3 separate regions of the Danio rerio genome follow, and all the other regions are linked to region 2. Evidence: chromatin contacts called from public HiCAR-type and Micro-C data. All regions are on one chromosome and are shown on one strand. Each heading gives the region's core, a stretch centred on a gene start, on an enhancer-like site or on the middle of the called end of the contact. The rest is flanking DNA. Distances are from core to core; before and after follow the strand shown.

Region 1 (3,431 bases), core at 909-3,408, 240 kb before region 2:
ATACACATGATGAGTGCTAATTAAGTAATTTACTAGCATAAAATGCATGCAATTTAATGTCAAATTGATGGTTGACTGTCTCAAGTTTGAGATTGGGGGTTCCTGCCCATTGCAATGAAAGACATGTGACGCATGTACAAAGTTTTCCAAATGTTTGTGTGCTAACGGAAAATATGACTACATCCCAAAGCAGAATTGCACCAAAGCACATTATAATCTAAATTCTCCTCCATATCTGGTCTCTGGAGGTACCTTCTTCTAATCAAATTTTAAAGGCAGCATTGATGTATCTTTCATATCGATAATCCATAATTCTGTGCATTAATGAGCATAAACTATAATGGAAACGTAAATTCCAGCAAGTTGATAAAAAAAAAGCATGTGATTTTGTTTTAACAGATCTTGTGATAACATAAACAGCTTTAATGGATGTGGCATGGCATTAACAGACAATCCAGCAAATCAACCATGTTTTTGTCATTCTAAAATCCCTTAGCCAAAGTCCATCATTAAAGTGGTACAGTACATCCAGAACATTCTTGCTCAGTGTTTTACCAAAGACTATAGAATACGCAAGACATGTCAATAGTATAGTTTTGAATTATGAAAAGTGTATGGTGCCAATATGGCCAATAAAGACCGAGGAACACCAATCATCGATCGCTATAGATGGACGATTCTCCAGAGGAGGGGCTTGGACCAGACGTGAGCTTCGGCAAATTTTGTCTGATTCGATCATTTACAAATTAAACTAAACATACAGTTAATTGTTATTTGTAATATGAATGTAGTTTTAAGCTTGGCAAACAATTTTGAACAATTTGATGTTTTCCTATTCAAACAGAATGCCCGAGCTTACTGCCTGAGAGGCGTTTCAAAGATGGCCGCCAAGTGAAATGACTTGCCTTAAAGGGATTTCAGTTGTATTCATACATGTTTTATGGAATATTCTAGTTTTGGCAAAAGTCTAATTCGCATCTTTGCAATTATAATTATATAATAAAAATATTTTGTAAAACGTGGAAGTCAAACAGGCACTAACAATATGTGAGAGATAAATCTTTTTGTTCTATATAAAAAACTACAGTGACCGAACACTTTGAAACTGACTGCAATACTTTTGTGAATTGTAAGATTTCAGCTTCTGCTGGAAAATGTTTATTAGCTGAAAAAAGGCTATGAAAGAGCTCAGTCAAAGCATTAATTTATTAATATAAAAATGTGTATAACTAATGTTATTTAAACAAATGGTGAGAAAGGTTTACATCAGATTTGTTGTCTGCATTTCAATTCAGTTTTATTTGACAAATAAGAAAACTTTATATCATAACATGCAACAAATCATGTCTGAGAAATAACAATAGGACAATATATTGAAGTAAATGAATTACAATGTTGGTGTTAAAACATTTTTTAAGACGGAGAAACCATATGGGGAATACCATATGGAACATATTGAATCGTAAATTTAGTAAAACTCACGACAAACATTGTCATGACTTTCTATAACATTTGGTCGACTTCTATTAAAACTCAGGCCTCAATCACAATTTTATAGTTCCCTAATATTTGGAGGTGCAGCGGGACTGTGAGGATAACACAAAACACGTGCATAAGCTGCTAGAACGCTTCTTTTTAATACCAACCAGCCTCGGTATAGTAACACGAAGACAACTTGTTCATAAAGAGACTCCCAGTTTCTAAAGAAGCTCAACCGTCATTTAATAACCACAGCTGCGCGTGTGTGCCGTATAAGCGTATTGCTGTAAGTCGCTGTAAATTCAGCGGTAACTTCAAGAACGCATTACAAACTGTGCAAGCTGCCAGTGCCACATCAGCGGACATTTAAAGCTGAATACAAAGTAGAAAACACACTGCAACAACTTCCACCAAACTAGTTTTACATGACAGAAAGCTATACCAGGGCTAGAAGCGTCACATCAGGACCTACTAAAAAGTTAGTAGCTTTACGTGTTGGCACTACTTCAAGCCAGCAGCAAGTTAAATCACTTTACTATAATCTGTATTTACCATTTTATTGATAAAAGGGAAATCATTTACCTGTTTTGTGTCAAGTCGCAGCGAAGATCCGTGGAGCAGCTGTCAGTTAGTTCGCTGTTGTGCTACTAACAGTCTGAACAAAAAGAGAGCAGCTCACGAGAAACCACATTAACCCTTTACTAGCCAGACGAACAGCCGCTTATGATCACTATCATGATGACCAGTTTCCGCCAAACCCCGCCATTGGAAGTTACTCCCACTACTTTAAAAGTATGCATTTACTATTTATTAAACAAACCAAACTCGAGCAGTCAGTGCTATTAAATGTTTTAATGACAGGAGTGTCAAATAGTTTGTTAGATAATAGTTTGTAAACTGACTTCACCACCACACGTGCTGCTTTACAGCTTCAAACGAAATAATTCTAAACTCTCCTCGCTAAGGATCCTTTCACAGCTAGCATTTTGTGTAAATACTTAAATATTTAAGATCTTAACGTGTTGATAATCCAGCTTTCTGGATTGTGTCACAGCAAAATCTGGTTCAAAGTCTTTTAGAATTTAGGGGTATTTTTTCTATATAGTTTCTATAACGTTACTTTTTTATTATTATAAAATTTAAGATTAAAGTCTGTTAAATTATGTTTAAATTAATTAGCTAGACATGTCGCTTCACATACAGTAAAATGTAATTAAGTTACTCTGCTGAAGGGATTTTCTCTACTAAAATACTGTGAAAGTCTGACCAATTGTTGCAAAAAAAAAATAATTATGATAAAAAATTAATCGATAGATGGATGGCATGTGCAACACTGCCCTCCTCCGGCCAAAAGGGGAAACAACCATGCTAAAAATAAATTTATATATATATATATATATATATATATATATATATATATATATATATATATATATATATATATATATATATATATATATATATAATTTAAAAAAAGCTTAGGCTGCTAAGTTGTTGTTTCAGCCAATAATATCTGAATGCAGCCTTTATGATGCATCATCTCAGACACAATGAAGCTTGTGAAATCACTGGTTAGACCCTTTTCGTTTTCATTTCAGTTGTATTGGAGGTAATAACCTAAAAGAAAAAATAATAATTCTTAAAAAAAATAAATAAATAAACTGGAGCTGCGTTTAATTGCAAACATAAATATTTACTATTGAACAGTTGTAGATAATGTTTAGGGGATATTTATTTACAAATATAAATGCTCAAGAAGGCACACATCTTAGAAATACCAATACAATGCAGTTCCTAGAATACTTTTAATGGGTTACAGTGCAGCAAGGTCAAATGACTTTAATGCAACATAAGCCCATAACTGAAACCAAAGCAATGTTATTTTAATAGAACTGGGGAACTATTGCAGTTTCATTATTTGTTTGAATTGGTTTATGTTTTTGTAAGTTTTA
Region 2 (3,851 bases), core at 398-2,897:
TTGTAAATCTCTGATCATAGCTGATATTTAATGAACCTGTATTTAATGTTCATAGTACATCTATTTGTAAACATCACCCATAGTTTTACTATAATTGCACTTTATAACTTTTATACCTTATATTCTGCACTTGCTACTATTGCACTCCTAGTTAGAACTAAACTGCATTTTGTTACCTTGTACTTGTGTTGTACATGTGTAATGACAATTAAATCTAATCTAATAGCAATATGGGTCAGTATAGAACTTAACATGAATTGACATGTAAATGGTAAATATAACTAACTATTTACTAATACAGTAGTATTTACTAACTAATATACATTTATAGTTATTATTTTTACTTTGCACAATTTCAGATAAATTGGTTATGTTAAAGGTATGCACAACGTGTGAAATGTATTCAGTAATGCAATATTATTATTAAGTGTTTCAGAAGTTTAAATTAGAAAGCTGAAGTTACATCATAAAAATAAATATAAAAAACTTTAGAGACAACATATATGTTTTCAGTGTTTTGAGGGAAATTTTCACTACATTCCACTAACTATGCCACTGGCTTGAATAGTTCGGGACTTGTAGAGCTGCGCATCGATGGATTGCTCTTCAGTGTTTGGACTCAGCAGTGAACATTACACCACACTGAACTAAACTAAACTTAAACTATGAAAACTGAACTGACACTGTTTCAATTCACTATAGTCTTATATGTGAAGCTGCTTTGACACAATCTACATTGTAAAAAGGGCTATAGACATAAAGATGAATTGATTTGAATATTTAGTGACTATTTTAGAGATTACTGTACAGTGGGTTTTAGACTACAAATTGTCTAATTTTTCCTTTTTTCTGCTACATGGAGATATAAACACCTATTTTACAAGAAATACGTATCGTAAATACATAAGATGTCTATCAGTGCTCTAGAACTGCCAGTTTCAGACTGTTAAATGATATTTTTATTGTGGATTCACAGAGAAAGTTATTTACGATTAAAGGGCTGACCCCATACATCTTTTTGATGTCCTTCAGAGGGGATCCAGTATTAGTTTAACTTACGTTAGGGGGTGCAAAACCCCTCTGTAACTCTGCAGTATGTTTACACTACAAAACAGTAGATAAACTATTGAATGTTTGATTTTCTGTTAATGTTATCCCGTTAACTATTACGCTACAACAGATCGATGTGTGGGTATCAATACAGAAGTTCAGATTGTGGCCTAGCGTTACAGCGCAATCAATAAATTAGGCATATGAACAACAATAATAACAACAACTAGGCCTACGTCTTTAGGGTCAAACAAGTCGATATTTGTTCTGTTCGTGCTTCTAAACCTACGTGTTATCGGTGTGGCTGTGGATGTGGACGCTCTGTCCGTGTAGTCCGGAAGCTGCTGGTACTCGTATCGACACTCAGGACAATAATAAGGTCCAGTGCGGGAGCCGCTCCACAACTCTTTGATACACGACTGACAGAAGCTATGTCCGCAGCCCAGCGTCACCTGATCCCGACAATCCTCATGACATAGAGGGCATTTCAGAGCTTTCTCATTAGCTGCTCCCATCTTCGTTAAAAGCTTTATTTACAGCCGAATAACACGCGATCGAAGAAACGAAACTGACCGTGCGCAGAGTAGGCGGAGCTTCATCTTTTGAATCCTGCAGGAACAATATTTACCCTGCTCTTAAAGAGACAGCGCACATTGTATTTTCTGCATTTCACAGCCTGTCCTTAAAGCGACAGCGCGCAATACTTTCTGTACATAAAACCATTGTCTATATCTATGTTTCTTCAATTAAAGGGACATTAAGTAATATTTTACATTATTTTTTATCTATCTATCTATCTATCTATCTATCTATCTATCTATCTATCTATCTATCTATCTATCTATCTATCTATCTATCTATCTGTCTGTCTGTCTGTCTGTCTGTCTGTCTGTCTGTCTGTCTGTCTATCTATCTATGTATCTATCTGTCTATCTATCGTCTGTCTGTCTGTCATGGATCTATCTATCTATCTATCTATCTATCTATCTATCTATCTATCTATCTATCTATCTATCTATCTATCTATCTATCTATCTATCTATCTATCTATCTATCTATCTATCTATCTAACTGTCTGTCTGTCTGTCTGTCTATCTATCCATCGTCTGTCTGTCTGTCTGTCTGTGATGGATCTATCTATCTATCTGTCTATCTATCTATCTATCTATCTATATATCTATCTATCTATCTATCTATCTATCTATCTATCTATCTATCTATCTATCTATCTATCTATCTATCTATCTATCTATCGTCTGTCTGTCTGTCTGTCTGTCTGTCTGTCTGTCTGTCTGTCTGTCTGTCTGTCTGTCATGGATCTATCTATCTATCTATCTATCTATCTATCTATCTATCTATCTATCTATCTATCTATCTATCTATCTATCTATCTATCTATCTATCTATCTATCTATCTATCTATCTATCGTCTGTCTGTCTGTCTGTCTGTCATGGATCTATCTATCTATCTATCTATCTATCTATCTATCTATCTATCTATCTATCTATCTATCTATCTATCTATCTATCTATCTATCTATCTATCTATCTATCTATCTATCTATCTGTCTGTCTGTCTGTCTGTCTGTCTGTCTGTCTGTCTGTCTGTCTGTCTGTCTGTCAGTCTGTCTGTCTATCTATCTATGTATCTATCTGTCTATCTATCGTCTGTCTGTCTGTCATGGATCTATCTATCTATCTATCTATCTATCTATCTATCTATCTATCTATCTATCTATCTATCTATCTATCTATCTATCTATCTATCTGTCTGTCTGTCTGTCTGTCTGTCTGTCTGTCTGTCTGTCTGTCTGTCTGTCTGTCTGTCTGTCTGTCTGTCTGTCTGTCTGTCTATCTATCTATGTATCTATCTGTCTATCTATCGTCTGTCTGTCTGTCATGGATCTATCTATCTATCTATCTATCTATCTATCTATCTATCTATCTATCTATCTATCTATCTATCTATCTATCTATCTATCTATCTATCTATCTATCTATCTATCTATCTATCTATCTATCTATCTATCTACCTACCTACCTACCTACCTACCTACCTACCTACCTACCTACCTACCTACCTACCTACCTACCTACCTATCTATCTATCTATCTATCTATCTATCTATCTATCTATCTATCTATCTATCTATCTATCTATCTATCTATCTATCTATCTATCTATCTATCTATCTATCTATCTATCTATCTATCTATCCATTCACAGTGATGTCACTAGCTTCATTAAGTGCATTGTTTCTGACATCTCTGATACAATCTCAGCTTGCATCATAAAGGCTGCATCCAGATACTATTGGTCTATCTTGCTATAGCTAAGGAGATCTGATCTTTGTTTCTACCAAATAAAAGTAAATCACACACTTCTCTTTATTAAACCTTTATTTATTAATTAAAATTTATTAAAAGGTTTATTAGAAATCAAGTCAATGTTCTACAAAATAAAAAATACAGCAGGGACTCAACAGGTTATGTATTACTTCATTTGCTTCATATGGGTTTAGATTCTTATGACACCATCATTAGGGGCTGCTGAAATCCATCTCTATTAACATTACATTGATTTACTTTACAAATAAACAAACACACAAAAATTATTACTAAAAGTTGAAGAACAGATAATTAAAGTAAACCAGTAAAGATTTAATAAAATGATTAAATAAACATAAAACAATACAACACAAACGCAATGCTATTCATCAATCACATTATCCCTCCTCTCTGATGTTGGCTATTGGTTAATTTTTAAAAGCCCTTGGTGTGTATTCTGGCACATTCACAAT
Region 3 (3,592 bases), core at 374-2,873, 240 kb after region 2:
TACTAGTTTCAGCAAGATTCTCAAGATCACATTCAATGGATGTTGCGCTATCCCATCATCCTCTGCGAAAAAATTCATGAATGGGAATGAAGCGGGTGTATCACGTGATGATCACAAAATGACATCTGTAGTACGTCCGAGCTCCTTGATACTACTCACATTCATATTGTAAAGAACATACTTTTTAAATTCGAATGCAGTACCTACTGAGTAGTAGGCGATTTTGGTTGCAGCCAATATATTTTATTTTGAAAAACATTTTAAATATTTTGTAGCAGTTTTTGTCAAGCTAAATAATTCAAACGAATCATTGACTTCTGCTGTCTTCATCAAAAACACTGATTTCTTTACAAGTTAAATCGGCATCTTTAAATAGCTTTTCTGCTTAAAATACTGTTGCCCTAAAAACAGTTTTAAAAAACGTAAAAAAAAATCGTACAAATAAATATCCTAGGAACAGTATAACAGAAACTTTTGGCAGTTTTAAAACCTTGCCTTTTCCAAACCACGATAGGCCTACCTTGAAAACGGTTATCGTCCCATGCCTAAAGGTAATAAAATAAAGCAACAAAAGTTTCGGTTTCTTGTACAATCTGAATGTTTTGCTTCATAGGACCTCAATGTACCATCAGAACCCACAAGTGATTATTTAGTTTTCTATATCCACTAACTCCCACTTTATGAATCACCATAAAGTTTTTCAGCATACTATCTACTTTAATTTCCTGATGAAAATGAAAAAGTCTCCACATCTTGGATGCCCTCAGGCTAACTAAATGAAAAGATCATTTTCATTTTTGTGTGAACTATCCCTTTAAAAACACCAAAGCTGTATCTAGACAGCATTCAGAGAAATTGCAGCGTTCACAGCCAACATCCGACATCCACCATAAACCCAAAGAGACATTTACACCTGTAGACTTTGTACTTGAATACCTGTCTTCAAACACAATGACTGCAGCTTACCTTTGATACCCCCTTCGTGCACAATTCCTAATATTCATTCTCTGCGGCTCAAGTGTGCTCACAACAATATTTAACCCGCTTGTGACCTGTAATTCACCTGCAGCACTACAGGATCGCATAAGGTATAATTACAATAAACACATCCACTTACTCAATAAAAAAACTCGCTCCTTCTTTCGTAAAACCTTCCTCCCAACCTGGGGGCAGATCTAGGAGGCAAGAAAAGAACACATTTGCCAAACTTTTAGCCTTTCGTTTTATCTATGCACAGGCAACGCGAAAAAAGCAGATAAATGTTTAAATCTAAATGGTTAAACGCACGCATTAACGCACTAACCGGATCGGATCATGTGTCCAGAATTGACAGGTTGACCAGTGCGGGGATGAAGCCAAGTAGTGGCGCGCGCTTCATCGCTGCCAGGAAAACAAACCACCTGTTAGCGATGCAATTGGCTGGAAAACACTCGAACGCTATGAGAAAGGAATGCTTTCTTAGGCAAGAGTAAATAAATATATCCTCACTCAATGAAAAAGACCCTGCCGTCTCTGCACACTCCATAAGAGCCGTTGTCAGGTAAGGTGTCCCGCCGGAGCGGCGCCGCCATTATTCCCGTGTAAAGTCCTGTCTACCTCATATTCCCTCCTCACTGTCCTCCCTGTGCAGCGATCAGCGCTCGGGCAAAAGGCGATTAAAGGGGAGGGCTGACTTTGCACTTGGCGTTCAGTGAGCGAGATTATTAGCCGACGGAAAAATATTAATTCCTTACAGTATGCTATAAAACACAGATCGAGATAGGCTAGTCGTTGCCCACTCGTTTGTATTTTTATATGACGTGTTTGTGTGCATGTTTTCGTTTTAGTGATTGATGATGCATTGAAATGAATTTGTTTATGTGTTTGATTCTGTTGAAGAACAGCCTGTTCTGTTGCTAGGTGCTTTATGAATGCATACAGTGCAACTATTGTTACACAAGTTAAAGGAGTTCACCTGAAAATAAAAATGTACTTGCTATTTACTCATGCATCATGCAGATGGTTCAAATGCTTTGATTTTTTTAATAAAAAAAAATACTTTTTTTTTACACAAAATAATGAGATATTTTCAAGAATGTTGGAAACCTGTTACCATCAACATTCATAGTAGGAAAAACAAATAGTACTGAAGTCAATGATTATACTCCAAAATTAAAAAAAAAATATATATATATGTTTTTGTGGTAGACATAAGAAAGAAACTCAAATACGTTTTAAAATGTGGAGGGTGAAAAAACGATGCCAGAATTTTCATTTTTAGCTGAATATTCCTCCTATATTTACACAGATGGAGATTTGTTAAAGATGATTCAAGTTGTGGCATTTAATTATTATTATTATTATTATTATTTGGTATGTTTTTAAATCATTAAAGAGGCATAAAATGGCTTGACTCATTAAATTACATTAAATATTTATGATCAATTCTGTTAATATTTTAATAATAAGTAATTATACATATATTATTATCGAATTGCACTTCAAACTTTGCTGCTTTATAGTTATAGTTAGTTACTTAGTTATTGTGGTTGGGTTTAACTATGATGCCTATATTTTAATTTGGAGATGTTTTGATTCATGTTTTATTATTTTCTGTATTATTATTATTATTATTTTATTTTATTTTATTTTTTTCAGGGCTTGACATACATTTTTTTTCATCACCAGCCACTGTGGCTGAGTTTTCCAACATTACTAGGCATTCATTATTTTCACTTGGAACAATTTTGTTGTTGGGAAATATATATTTGATATGCATAAATTTGACTTTGGCATGCTGAAATTACTTGATTTAAATTGTGTTATGTCCACATGCCTCCTTAACATTTTTTTACATGACTTTTTAGAGCTCAACACTAAGGATTAACCATTTTTCTTCTCTGATCAGACCAATCAAATTATTTCCTTGCCACAAATAACAAAAAAATGTGCCAAAACAAGCTAAATTTAGCTGTATACAGTACATACACTTTTTATTTAACAAAATTTTCTTAAAAAACAATTGACATTTAAAAAAATTATTATCATTTATCTAAAACTACACACAGTAGTTTGTTCAGGTCCCAGATCATCAGGTCATATAGATAAATGGAGAGTTATCTTCTATTAAAGTAATGTTATTGCAAAGGATGATAATTAAACCATAGTAACAAAAATAACTGTAAGCAAAAGAAAGCAGGTGAAAAACATTCTGTGTGTGATAATGAAAGGATGATCACGTGCACACATTAATGTTAGGCCCATTGATAATCTGTTCAAAGAATGGTAAAAGCGAAAGCGGCAACAGCTGCTGCATACAGTACAAAAAATATGGAGATGTCTTAAAAGCAGCAGGACTGTGGGTGCACCATTTTTTCCAATCTATTTCAAAGAGAAACAATCGCACCAGTTGCGTTTCCAGGCACAATTGTTTTGCGCAAGGAAACAAGAGCTTTTAAGCACTTCCGCACATCACATCAGCTGTTCCTCGCTTACTACATCAGTGAGCGAGGATCGCCTATTTGCCTGCGTCTCACCGTGCGCCTGATCATCCTCATTTGGTATTCACCTGCTTTCTTTTGTTCGCCTAAACAGTCATCAATCTATCTGCTTC

Evidence for each region. Hi-C and Micro-C count contacts between places; a contact is called where the count stands out from the background. HiCAR-type assays count read pairs that join an accessible place to other places.
Region 1: a Micro-C map of caudal fin shows a contact between it and region 2, with 4 times the contacts expected there. The contact joins the promoter of cd82b here to the promoter of si:dkey-29p10.4 in region 2. A contact is called at or near these places in 1 of 18 Hi-C or Micro-C datasets (caudal fin) and 1 of 4 datasets of contacts at active chromatin or transcription factors (embryo).
Region 3: a HiCAR-type map of caudal fin shows a contact between it and region 2, with 6 times the contacts expected there. The contact joins the promoter of plekha7a here to the promoter of si:dkey-29p10.4 in region 2. A contact is called at or near these places in 2 of 18 Hi-C or Micro-C datasets (caudal fin and embryo) and 2 of 4 datasets of contacts at active chromatin or transcription factors (caudal fin and embryo).

Annotation. Positions count from the first base shown.
Region 1 is chr18:29,011,871-29,015,301 of GRCz12tu, reverse strand. It overlaps cd82b (CD82 molecule b), which reads right to left and starts at 2,158. Exons shown (of 9, transcript NM_212663.1): 1 at 2,062-2,158.
Region 2 is chr18:28,775,859-28,779,709 of GRCz12tu, reverse strand. si:dkey-29p10.4 reads right to left here and starts at 1,647. Exons shown (of 9, transcript XR_012394349.1): 1 at 1,340-1,647. cd81b (CD81 molecule b) reads right to left here. Exons shown (of 8, transcript NM_001003735.1): 8 at 3,438-3,851.
Region 3 is chr18:28,538,629-28,542,220 of GRCz12tu, reverse strand. It overlaps plekha7a (pleckstrin homology domain containing, family A member 7a), which reads right to left and starts at 1,623. Exons shown (of 27, transcript NM_001136243.2): 1 at 1,489-1,623; 2 at 1,304-1,380; 3 at 1,118-1,175. The coding sequence starts at 1,571.